2 separate regions of the Mus musculus genome follow, and region 2 is linked to region 1. The links are chromatin contacts, called in public ChIA-PET maps. All regions are on one chromosome and are shown on one strand. The core of a region is the stretch at or near the end of the contact, and the rest is flanking DNA. Distances in the headings are between cores, read along the strand shown.

Evidence for each region. ChIA-PET counts read pairs in DNA pulled down with a chosen protein or histone mark.
Region 2: a contact with region 1 is called in an RNA polymerase II ChIA-PET map of effector CD8 T cells, with 85 read pairs. The contact joins the promoter of Ccdc28a here to the enhancer-like site in region 1. A contact is called at or near these places in 1 of 39 promoter capture datasets (macrophages), 2 of 15 datasets of contacts at CTCF or cohesin (CD8 T cells and the NIH/3T3 cell line), 1 of 484 Hi-C or Micro-C datasets (CD4 T cells), 2 of 115 datasets of contacts at active chromatin or transcription factors (effector CD8 T cells and memory CD8 T cells) and 3 of 9 other capture datasets (adipose tissue, liver and pancreatic islet).

The regions. Positions count from the first base shown.
Region 1 is chr10:18,190,843-18,195,963 of GRCm38.p6, forward strand. All of the region lies in intron 3 of Ect2l (epithelial cell transforming sequence 2 oncogene-like), which reads right to left. Among named protein-coding and RNA genes, the nearest start is that of Ect2l, 17 kb to the right of the region's middle. Within about 2 kb of position 2,564, at least 44 of the 459 cell types and tissues checked have an H3K27ac peak or open chromatin away from gene starts, as enhancers often do. A contact at or near this core is called in CD8 T cells, effector CD8 T cells and memory CD8 T cells, where this site is marked.
Region 2 is chr10:18,232,093-18,237,213 of GRCm38.p6, forward strand. Ccdc28a (coiled-coil domain containing 28A) reads right to left here and starts at 2,889. Exons shown (of 6, transcript NM_144820.4): 1 at 2,760-2,889.

The sequences.
Region 1 (5,121 bases), core at 1,314-3,813:
GCAAAGCCTTCCTCTGGTCTATGTGCGATGCTGATAATGTGTGCAGAAAATATCTACCACAGTTCCCTGCAGATGCCAGAATGCTGTGAGCCTACAGACACAGCCACTACTGAGATTAGCTAAACCTGCCTGCTGTTTTGAGATGTATGTAACCAGCTTGCTTCTGTGTTTAGCTGTATGCATTAACTCTCTGATCTGCTCAGCTATGTGTAATGAACACTCTGAGGTGCTTTGGTTTCTCCACCAGAGAACTGAGTCCACTAGATCCCAGCATGTTTGTGCACCTGTCTTTTCTTCATTCCCTCATTGCCCCAGTCAGGCTCATCCCTGAAGTCCAGCCGGACTTTCCAGATCTACTAAGTACAAGATCGAGGCTAAGTTAATGTATGTGGCTCAATCTCCTGGCCATTGCAGTCAGCCAGAAGCTGCCCTGAGCTAGGGGCATGGCTCAGTTGGCAGAATGCTTGCCTGGCAAGCCCTTGGTTTGATCCCAGAACCACACACTTGAGCACTGTGTCACATGGCTTTAGCTTTAGCACTCGGGAAGTGGGAGCAAGAGAATCAGGAGTTCAAGTCATCTTGATACTAGCCTTCGAAGGGCTCTGGGGCTGGGGAGGTGCTGGTCTGGACCTATAAGCTAGTCCAGTAAAAACAAAACCTCAGATAATTCAATTTCTTCCCCTGCAGACACACTGAGGGTATGTAAGGAGCCAAGATTGCCGAAGGCAATACTAAAGGCAGAGAAAGAGAGAAACCAAACTCCAGCTTTACTACTGGAACCAGGCTTCAACTGCAACCAGATCTATCCCTGGAATTTTCAGTGATGCGGGAATAAAGTCTCCTTAATTATTCCAATCAAGTTTAGGGCCATCTACATAATGAAGTATATTCTAAAAACCAACAAGTAACCTCAACACTGTGGGATGCAAAAGGCACTTACAAAGCCAGGGCAGCAGTGTAGCCAGCGTTCACGCCTCCAGGAAGGAAGAGATCAGCAGGCAGAAGGGGCCTTGGGGCCCCGCAGAGCCTTCTACTGTGTGTTGTCCTTGGCTGTGCACCAGATCACCTGGGGAACTTGGTGACAACCGTTTCCTCAACGCTATTCCAGGCTGCTTGAGCCAAAGTGGCTATCAAGGCTCACGATCTGTGCTTTACAAACTTCAGTCTGATGGGACACACTTGTTCAGTGTTTGCGGACCTGACTCCCATGGACGAAGCAGCAGCCATTAGGGCAGATTCTGCTGCTGCTGCTGTCAAGTTAGAAGCACAGAATAAGCACGTGGTCGTTTTAGGAAAGCTCGTAGCTCTGATGAACTCCTTGGACAACGTGTGTGGGTCTGATGGGCTCTTTCACATCTGTGTGACTGCTAAATGCTTTTTGCCTCATTCTGGAGAGCTCAGATGACCCAAGACAACTTAGACTCCCTAATCAGGGCAGCTTCAAAACTTAGGACTCGATGATGTCATCACGGGGCCAGGATTCCTACATTTCAACTTTGTCATCCTCAACCTGTGCTCCTCCGTCTTGTCCCCTGAAATGTTTTCCCCAAGGACTAATTTGAGCAATAAATCTTCACACAACAGAGACCATGGGGTGGGAGAGGGCCCATGCACATCCTTACGCTCCTGCTAAAGTATAAGATGGGGGGGGGGAAGCACCCCGAGAAACTCTGCAGACATTGCTAACATCTCTTGGGCAGAATTACTGTCAAAAGGGCCTCTCTTCCACCAAACACTCTCAGGAATGAATTCAATCCAATCCTGAGATGCCTTCAACCTTCAGGCCCCTGGGTGTGCAGTAATCAGCAATACTCGGGCATTTAATACCAGAGTGGGATTGTGGGCAGAGAAAAGAGAAACAACAGAATGGCTCTGGTGGGAAGGTAATGAAGTATGTAAAGCCTCGGTGGAAATGGAGAAGAGACAAGGGACGATTTCCGTAGCAGAATTTTCCCTGTCCTATCACTGTATATATTAGTACAACAAGAAGCCTGTGATTGGACATGGAAAAGAGACATAAGAGTTGCAGAGACAGAGAAGGAGGAGACAGGTAGAGGAAGGAAGGAAGATGGAGCAGGAGGAAGACGATCCAGATTCTGTGTGGCTTTAAGTAGCCACAGGTAGCTGTGACTATAAGAGGAGGATAGAATAACTGGGGTAATTTGTCTAATCTAGGTGGACCGCTTGTATCATTAATTGTCTCTGAAATTACTGTGTGGGCATCTTGTGAATTGAGAATGTATTGATATATAAATCTGACTGATTCATTATAAGATTCTAGAGTTTTGATTTACTGGGTTACTGGAATTTGGGACCATCAGCCACAGGGGTTTATGGCTGAGAAGGTACAGGAGGCTAGGAGGCTGGCAAACTGAAGAAGGGAAGACTGCCTAGCTAGAGGCGGCTCGAGACCACAGGGCGGAGAGTAGCTGGGTGTAGCTCGGGAACTTGCCATTCTTTTAAATATTTCCCACAACAGTTTCCTGCCTTCCACATCAATCACACTCTCCTGTACACTGGAGATGTACTGCGGCTAGCTCTCGACATAAGAGCAGTTTAGACAAACAAGGTACCGTAGGTGATAACATCACGTGTGTGGTGGTTCTACGTGATTCAGGGAGACTTTAAACACAATAGAACTGAGCCACTGAGAATGTAGGGACTGAGAACTTCCATGCAAGACTTGCTTAACACGTCCACTGGTCTCCACCTCTCCCCCTACACGACAGCTTCAGGAGTCTGGTTTCCCCTTTGCTTTTAAACTTAACCATTTCTTGTTTGGGAGGAGCCTAGAGAGATGGCTCAGTGGTTAAGGGCTCTGAGTGCTTTTACAAAGGGACAGGCTCTGTTCCCAGCACCTACGTGGTGACTCACAAATGCCTGTAACTCCAGTCCCAGAAGATTCAATACCCTCTTGGGACCTCTGAAGGCAATACACATTTGTAGTACACAAACATATATGCAGGTAAACATACCCATATATATATAAAATAAATATAGATAAATAAACTTGCAGGTTTTTTAATAGCTTCATCAATCCCTACAAAACGTCTCAGCCGTGAATGAGGATATTTTATGATTGCTCTAATGGTGTAGAGCGTTGGCGGATGCTCAGAACATGGTCCTTAGTGGGAAGGAAGAGACAAAATGACCCAAACTTCCAGACTCTCTGCCTGTCCAGATACAATAGTTGGCAGTACAGAGGTACGCCTTGTCTCTGAACACTGCCTGCTCCTTTTCTGACAAAGTTCTACCTTCTCAGCTCCCGAGCCTTCTCCTTTGTCCATCTGGGTGGGCTCCTTGGTAGAATCTAGTCTTAGCAAAGAACATTGCTAAGTCATTTCAGAACAAATCCCAACGCTTGATACTTGATCACCCTGGAAATCTGATCGGGTTCCTGATCCTTCGGTGTTTGGAGGAAGAGGGGAGGGAAGGTGTCTGATCTTCTGCCTGTCTCCAGCAGGAGCCTGCTAGCTTCGTTTAGACAGAATCCCCTCGCCTCATGGTGATTTCCAGCCACTCTGCTCTGTCCTTGGCTAGAATTTTTACCTTGCCCATGTCTTCAGTTCAAGTCGCATCCTTCCCTGGTGACAAAGCCCACAGCAGTGATGGCGCTAGCAAGGTCCTGAAGAGTCTGTTCTCGTTCTGCTTTGGTGTTATACCATCCCTGGGCGATGCTTGTTCTTAAAACAACGTCCCATTGCCACGTGCAAATGCTCTCCTTTAAAATGAGTTTCCAAACTCAAGGAGATGCTGCTGCGCTGGGCTCTAATTGAAGCTGGAAGTATGTTGTCTCTGAAAAACTTCACAGCCAGGTTTCTTGACAGACTACACCAAGTGAGATTTCCTCACCCAACGGCTTGCAGGGGCCACACGGAAAGAGTAAGTGAGTGGATTAGAGAGGACATGGGTGTTCTTAGTATACAGGGATGCGTGCGTTGTCCTGCCCCTGCCCACCCCCACGTCCATTCTGCTCTGGTGAAGACGGGTGACCAGACGTAAGATCTCTTGGGTTACTCGTGACCTTCCTTCTTTCTTCTGTCCCTCCCCTCCCCCACCGCCCGAAAACGCAGTTGCATGAATGTTGCCACACCCACCCAAGAAGGCTACAAGTTTAAACTTCTCCAATTCTGGAATGAAAGGCCTTTGTAAGAAGGCAACGCAGCAGCAGACGCAGCTGTGCAGAAGCAATTTAAAACCGGTCTCACCAGTGCAGCAAGGAGAGCAATTCACAGCCCTCGAAGGTGTCTCCAAGTGTGACAGAGACAAACAGCCCAGCGGCCTTCAAAGGTCAATTTAGTCAAGCAGGTGGGGGGGGGGGGGGAGGAGGGGGCGGGGCAGAAAAGTAGACACCAGCAGGAACCTTGAGGCCTGCTGAAACATGAGTGTCATGTCCTGGAGAAACTTCATAAGGGAGGGATAAAGACACTTCCTGTTAAAAGGAGGAAGACTGGCCAGAGGGATGGTTTAAGAAGCTAAATAAATAAATAAAATCTTAGTGATTATAAAATTCCTTTAAAAATCATTCTAGGAGCCGGGCATGGTGGCGCACACCTTTTATCCCAGCACTCAGGAGGCAGAGGCAGGCAGATTTCTGAATTCGAGGCCAGCCTGGTCTACAAAGTGAGTTCCAGGACAGCCAGGGCTAGACAGAGAAACCCTGTCTCGAAAAACAATAAATAAATAAATAAATAAATAAATAATCACTCTAGGGCTGGAGAGATGGCTCAGCGGTTAAGAGCACTGACTGCTCTTCCAGAGGTCCTTAGTTCAATTCCCAGCAACCACATGGTGACTCACAACCATCTGTAATGAGATCTGACACCCTCTTCTGGTGTGTCTGAAGACAGCTACAGTGTACTTACATATAATAAATAAATCTTTAAAAAAAAAAAAACAAACAAGAGAAAGAATGGGAGTGGAGCTGGGGTGGGGGAGGGGAGAAGATGGGAAGAAGCTGGAGGAGGGGAAATTGGGACCAGAAGATAACATATGAAAATGAGGATTTCAACAAAGAAAGAGAGAGACTGTAAAACAAACAAACAGACAGACCAGAACCATAGCCTCTGTCATGAGAAAAAGTACTGTTCTACAAATACAGTAGAGTTCGCCCCAGACTTC
Region 2 (5,121 bases), core at 1,639-4,138, 42 kb after region 1:
AGTGGAAGACAGCAACATTTTAGAGAAGCCAGTACCATGAGATGACTACCAAGAACCACAGCAGCAGTGGAGTACAGGTGGCTGGAGCCTAGAAGACAACATGTGTGCTACAAAGGGCATGGCTGGAGAAGTGACCCAAGCCCTTGGAGGAGCTCAGAAGATCATGAGTCGGATCCCAGACATTGGATGGTTGGAGATTGATTTTTGCTTTTGATTGTGACTGTACCCTGATATTTTTCCCTCTTGAAGGAAGTTTTTTAGTGAAGCCCACAGTTAAGAGACTTTAAAATTTAAAGTACTTTGTATTTTAAAAGATACTAGAACTTTTAATATGTAAAGACTGTGGGACTTTTAAAGTTGTTTAGATCTTGGGGATGAATAAGAACTAAGGGTTGAGGCTTACTAGTGATGTGTTTGTCAAGTTAACAAGGGGTCAATTGTACTAGCTAGTTTTGTGTCAACTTGACACAGCTGGAGTTATCACAGAGAAAGGAGCTTCAGTTGGGGAAATGCCTCCATGAGATCCAACTGTAAGGCATTTTCTCAATTAGTGATCAAGGGGGAAAGGCCCCTTGTGGGTGGGACCATCTCTGGGCTGGTAGTTCTGGTTTCTATAAGAAAGCAGGCTGAGCAAGCCAGGGGAAGCAAACCAGTAAAGAACATCCCTCCCTGGCCTCTGCATCAGCTCCTGCTTCCTGACCTGCTTGAGTTCCAATCCTGACTTCCTTGGTGATGAACAGCAGTATGAAAGTGTAAGCTGAATAAACCCTTTCCTCCCCAACTTGCTTCTTGGTCATGATGTTTGTGCAGGAATAGAAACCCTAACTAAGACAATAATGTTACTCTCTTTAAACATACCAGAAGAGGGCATCAGATCCCATTGCAGATGATTGTGAGCCACCATGTTCAATTCTGGGAATTGAACTCAGGATCTCTGGAAGAGCAGCTAGTGCTCTTAACCGCTGAGTCATCTCTCCAGCCCTGTCTAATAATTTTTTAAAAAGCATTTTCTCTATTCACACATCTTCTAAGTATCTACTGTCTCTCTTCTACAAGCCAGGCACTGTCGTCAGTCCTGGGAAAGCAGCAATGAATTAGCCAAAGCCCTTAACCTCAAGAGGCCACCATTATATAAGTGACCAGTATAAACAAATCGCCCATGTAACTCCTCAGCCTCACTGGGCCTTTATCTGGCCTTTAGATCTCCCTTCTAAACCATACTCAAATACATGTATAATCAGGGCACCAGCGGACTAAGCTGCACCTTGAAGGCTTACATAATATACATTTTATTTACATGCTATTAACCACCACTCCTAGATATCTCTCTCTCTCTCCCCCCAAGGTGTCACTATGTAGCTTTGGCTGACCTGAAATTTGCTCTGTAGACTCAGCTGGCCCGAACTCATTAAAGGCATAGCTCTATCCCTCCTGGGATTAAAGGCATCAAAAGTGTGCACAGCTTCACCTTTTCTTTTTGAAAAACAATTCTGCTCTATGTCCTTGGCTGGCTGAGAAATTACTACGTAAGCCACGCTGGTTTCCAACCTGTGATGATCCTTCTCCCTCGGCTCTTGAGTGAGTCCTGGAAGGATGGGCATGTGCCACAAGTCTAGCTCTTTCGATTTGAATTTTCTTAATTCTATTATTAATTTATCACAAAAAAGTGTCAGAAAATGCATACCTGTTCCCCCCTTCAAATCGTTAACTGCACTATGAATTTAAAAAGATTTACTTTATGTATGTGAGTATAGTGTTACTCTCTTTAAACACACCAGAAGAGGGCATCAGATCCCATTACAGATGATTGTGAGCCATCATGTGGTTTCTGGGAATTGAACTCAGGATCTCTGGTCGTTTAAAAAATACTGTGGGGCTTAAGAGATGGCTCTGCAGTTAAGAGCACTGACTACTCTTTTCGGAGGTCTCTTTTGATTTCCAGGCCCAACAATGCTGCTTATGACAGTAACTTCTGTCCCAAGGTATCCAGTGCCCTCTTCTGGCCTCCAGGGGCACAGTGTGCACCTGTACACAGTCATCTAATAAAATTTAAAATCTAAAAGTGTTGAATTTAGTCCTGCCATGACTATTTTAAAAGACTGAAACTGACTTCTGTCACTCCTAAAAGAATTAGTCGGGAATTATACAGGTAATTTATTTTTGTTTTGCTAGCTGATGTGGGTTTTTCTTGGAAAAGGGTACAGCATTCAGTCTCTTGTCTCAGATACCAAGAGCGAATCCACTTGAGTCATTCGGGAATTGTTTAGCTGTAATACAGATTAAATAAAACTTTGAAGATGACGGAGCAGGTTTCCAAGAGATGAGGATCTGTATAATTGGTGATACATATAAACACGCTAACCTTCAAATCTATGGATGCTAATACACATTTGGTAACAAAAGAGGAGGAAAAAGCAAAAACCAGTTAATACATAAAGCATCGCCAATAAACCAATGGTCCCCGAGGGACCAAGCTTGCGATGTCCTCTTTTCTGAAAGATAACATCTGTCACAAGACCCTGAAATCCTTCTTGTATGACAAACACGAGGGACCTTTCCAGAGGGGACGAACTGCTCACGGTTGAATGTCAGGCCTCGCTGCCAACCAGAATCACCAGAGGTGCCTCTGGACTTTGCCTCATTCATTTCCCTTCCGCAACCCAGCCCTGCGATGACCCATCTACACTCAGCGGTGACCAGAGCAGGTGCTGAGGGGCTCGAATGAACAGGTTGCGGGGTCCCCTTACCCCATTACATACCGGAGGGAGAAAAGGCTGTGGTTACCCTTCCTCGGCTAGGAAAAGTAAGAGAGCGTTCAAAGCCTCCGCCAGGGCTGCATCAAGAGCCCAGCTCGTCTGCCTGGGTCACAAACCCAGGCAAGCGCCCTTTGTTTACGGAAGTGACGTAATCTGGGCGGGGCCCTCCGAGAGGCGAAAAGCCCCGCCTCTCCCAGGTCCCTTAGCGATGCTCGCGTCTCTGCTTTGGGCTCCGTCTTCCCATAGCCGCCTTCAGGTATGGCTCCAGCGGCTGCGGGAAAGAGGAGTTGTTGTTGGCCACTCCACTTCTGCCTGTCTCATGGCCTCATGGAAACTGGCTGTATATTGTCCTCACCGGAAGCGGCCAGCCACCTCGGTGAAGGACCGCCCCATGCACTGCAATTCCCAGCATGCCTTTCGAACAAATCGAAGGCGGAGCCTATTGTCCCCTTGCGGCGGATCCACACCTCGGATTGGCTGCTTTTAGTTTGGCTTGAGAAGCGGTATTGGGTTCAGCATCCCTGATGCTGTGCCGCCAAGTGTGATTCTGTAAATAGCCAGTATCCAAGCATTGCAGTTGGGTGTGGTGGGGGTGGGGTGAGTGCGTTTAGGTTTTCTGTGTACCTGTCTGTCTGTCTATCAGTCTTTCTTCGTTTTCTTTGCCTTTTTTTGACCAAGTCTCGTATAGCCGACACTGCTCAGGAACCGGTTATGTTGTTGAGATCTTCCTGCCTGCGCTTCTCATACGGGTATGTGTCACTCGTCCCACTTTACCTCACTACAGTCCTTTAAGGTAATGTCAAAATCCCCGTTTTAGAAGTGATTCTGAGGTCGGGCGTGGTGGCGCACGCCTTTAATCCCAGCACTTGGGAGGCAGAGGCAGGCGGGTTTCTGAGTTCGAGGCCAGCCTGGTCTACAAAGTGAGTTCCAGGACAGCCAGGGCTATAAAGAGAAACCCTGTCTCGAAAAAACCGAAAAGAAAAAAAAAAAAAAAGAAAGAAAGAAAACAAATGAAATGATTCTGAGATTCAGAAAGGCTAATCAGACTTGCTGCCTGACTCCCCACTTCATCCCCGGGATTAGGAATTGAGGGCTAAGAGAGAAGGCTCAACCCTAAACTAAAGAAAACTTACCTTTCCCTCCTTGATGTGGATGCCTTCTCAGAGGGAAGATGGGACTTTTTAGATTCCGACTTTCTTAGATTGAGGTGACCCTGTCCTTCAATCTCCCCATTACCTAGGGAGGAAATTGTGTCTAGAGATTATATTGAGACAGAGCAAAAATGGAGTTACTAAGTACTTAAACTCATACTATGAGATGTTCTTCCATTAGGAAAAACAAAACCAAAAACTTGGAATTCTTAAAAAAAACAAACCAAAAAACAAAACAAAATAACAAAAACAAAAAACCCCCACAGATACAGCATTCATGGTTCCAGTTTCCAAAGTGAACACGTGTTAGGTTTCATAATTTGGTATTTTTAGGGTAAAGAACTTGAACTTAAGAAAAGGCGGAATTCTCCTGTTTGGCATCTCTGAATGGTTGTATTTTGTGAATTGATCTACAACTTGGTTTTTAAGGAATGTCATGGCCTAGGTTCTACTTTTATAAAATTATGCCATGAAAGAATGAAAGAGGGAAAGCAGTTTGGGAGCAGGCCACAGTGTGGTGCTATATTGACTTGCTTCGGAGCTGAGACCTACATGGGAAAGTTATCCCAAAAGCGATGCTATTGTTTGGCTATCTTTGTAAAACTTGGTGCCTTCTCTGCTCTGAGATGAGCTCTAAAACACTACTGAGAGATTGGAGAAGAGCTCTCCAGGGCTGAGGACCCCCAGAGACTTCTTGAAGGGACAAGTGGGCTTTTGGAGAGCTGCTGGGAACTGAAAGTACCAGGAGGATCCGCTAGGTGAAACAGCCGTGAGTGAGTAGCCATTTCTCAAGAATGTATGTATTGTGTCATAGAAGAAACAGTAGGGCCTGGGGTGGGACTTTGGGGGAGCACTGGCCCAGCATGCTTGAGGCCCTGGGTATGAGTTTTGTCACCAAAAGAGGCAAAACAGTGAATCCAGAGGAACTATTTCATTTTTACTCTAAGATGTAACAGGTTTTTAGCAGGAGGCCAAAAAGTCTTTAAAATGAGACTGTTCATTTTAAAGACTTAGACATCTAGCATTGTTACGCCTATAGTCTTTTATTAAACATACTACTTTAGGCTGTAATTTCCTTAAGAGCAAATATGTGTTGATTTCCATACCTTTAGCAGTTGAGAGTGACATAAAAAGGGTACTCATTAAATTAATGAATGAAGAAATCTTAAACTCAAGCCGGGCGTGGTGATGCACGCCTTTATTCCTAGCACTCA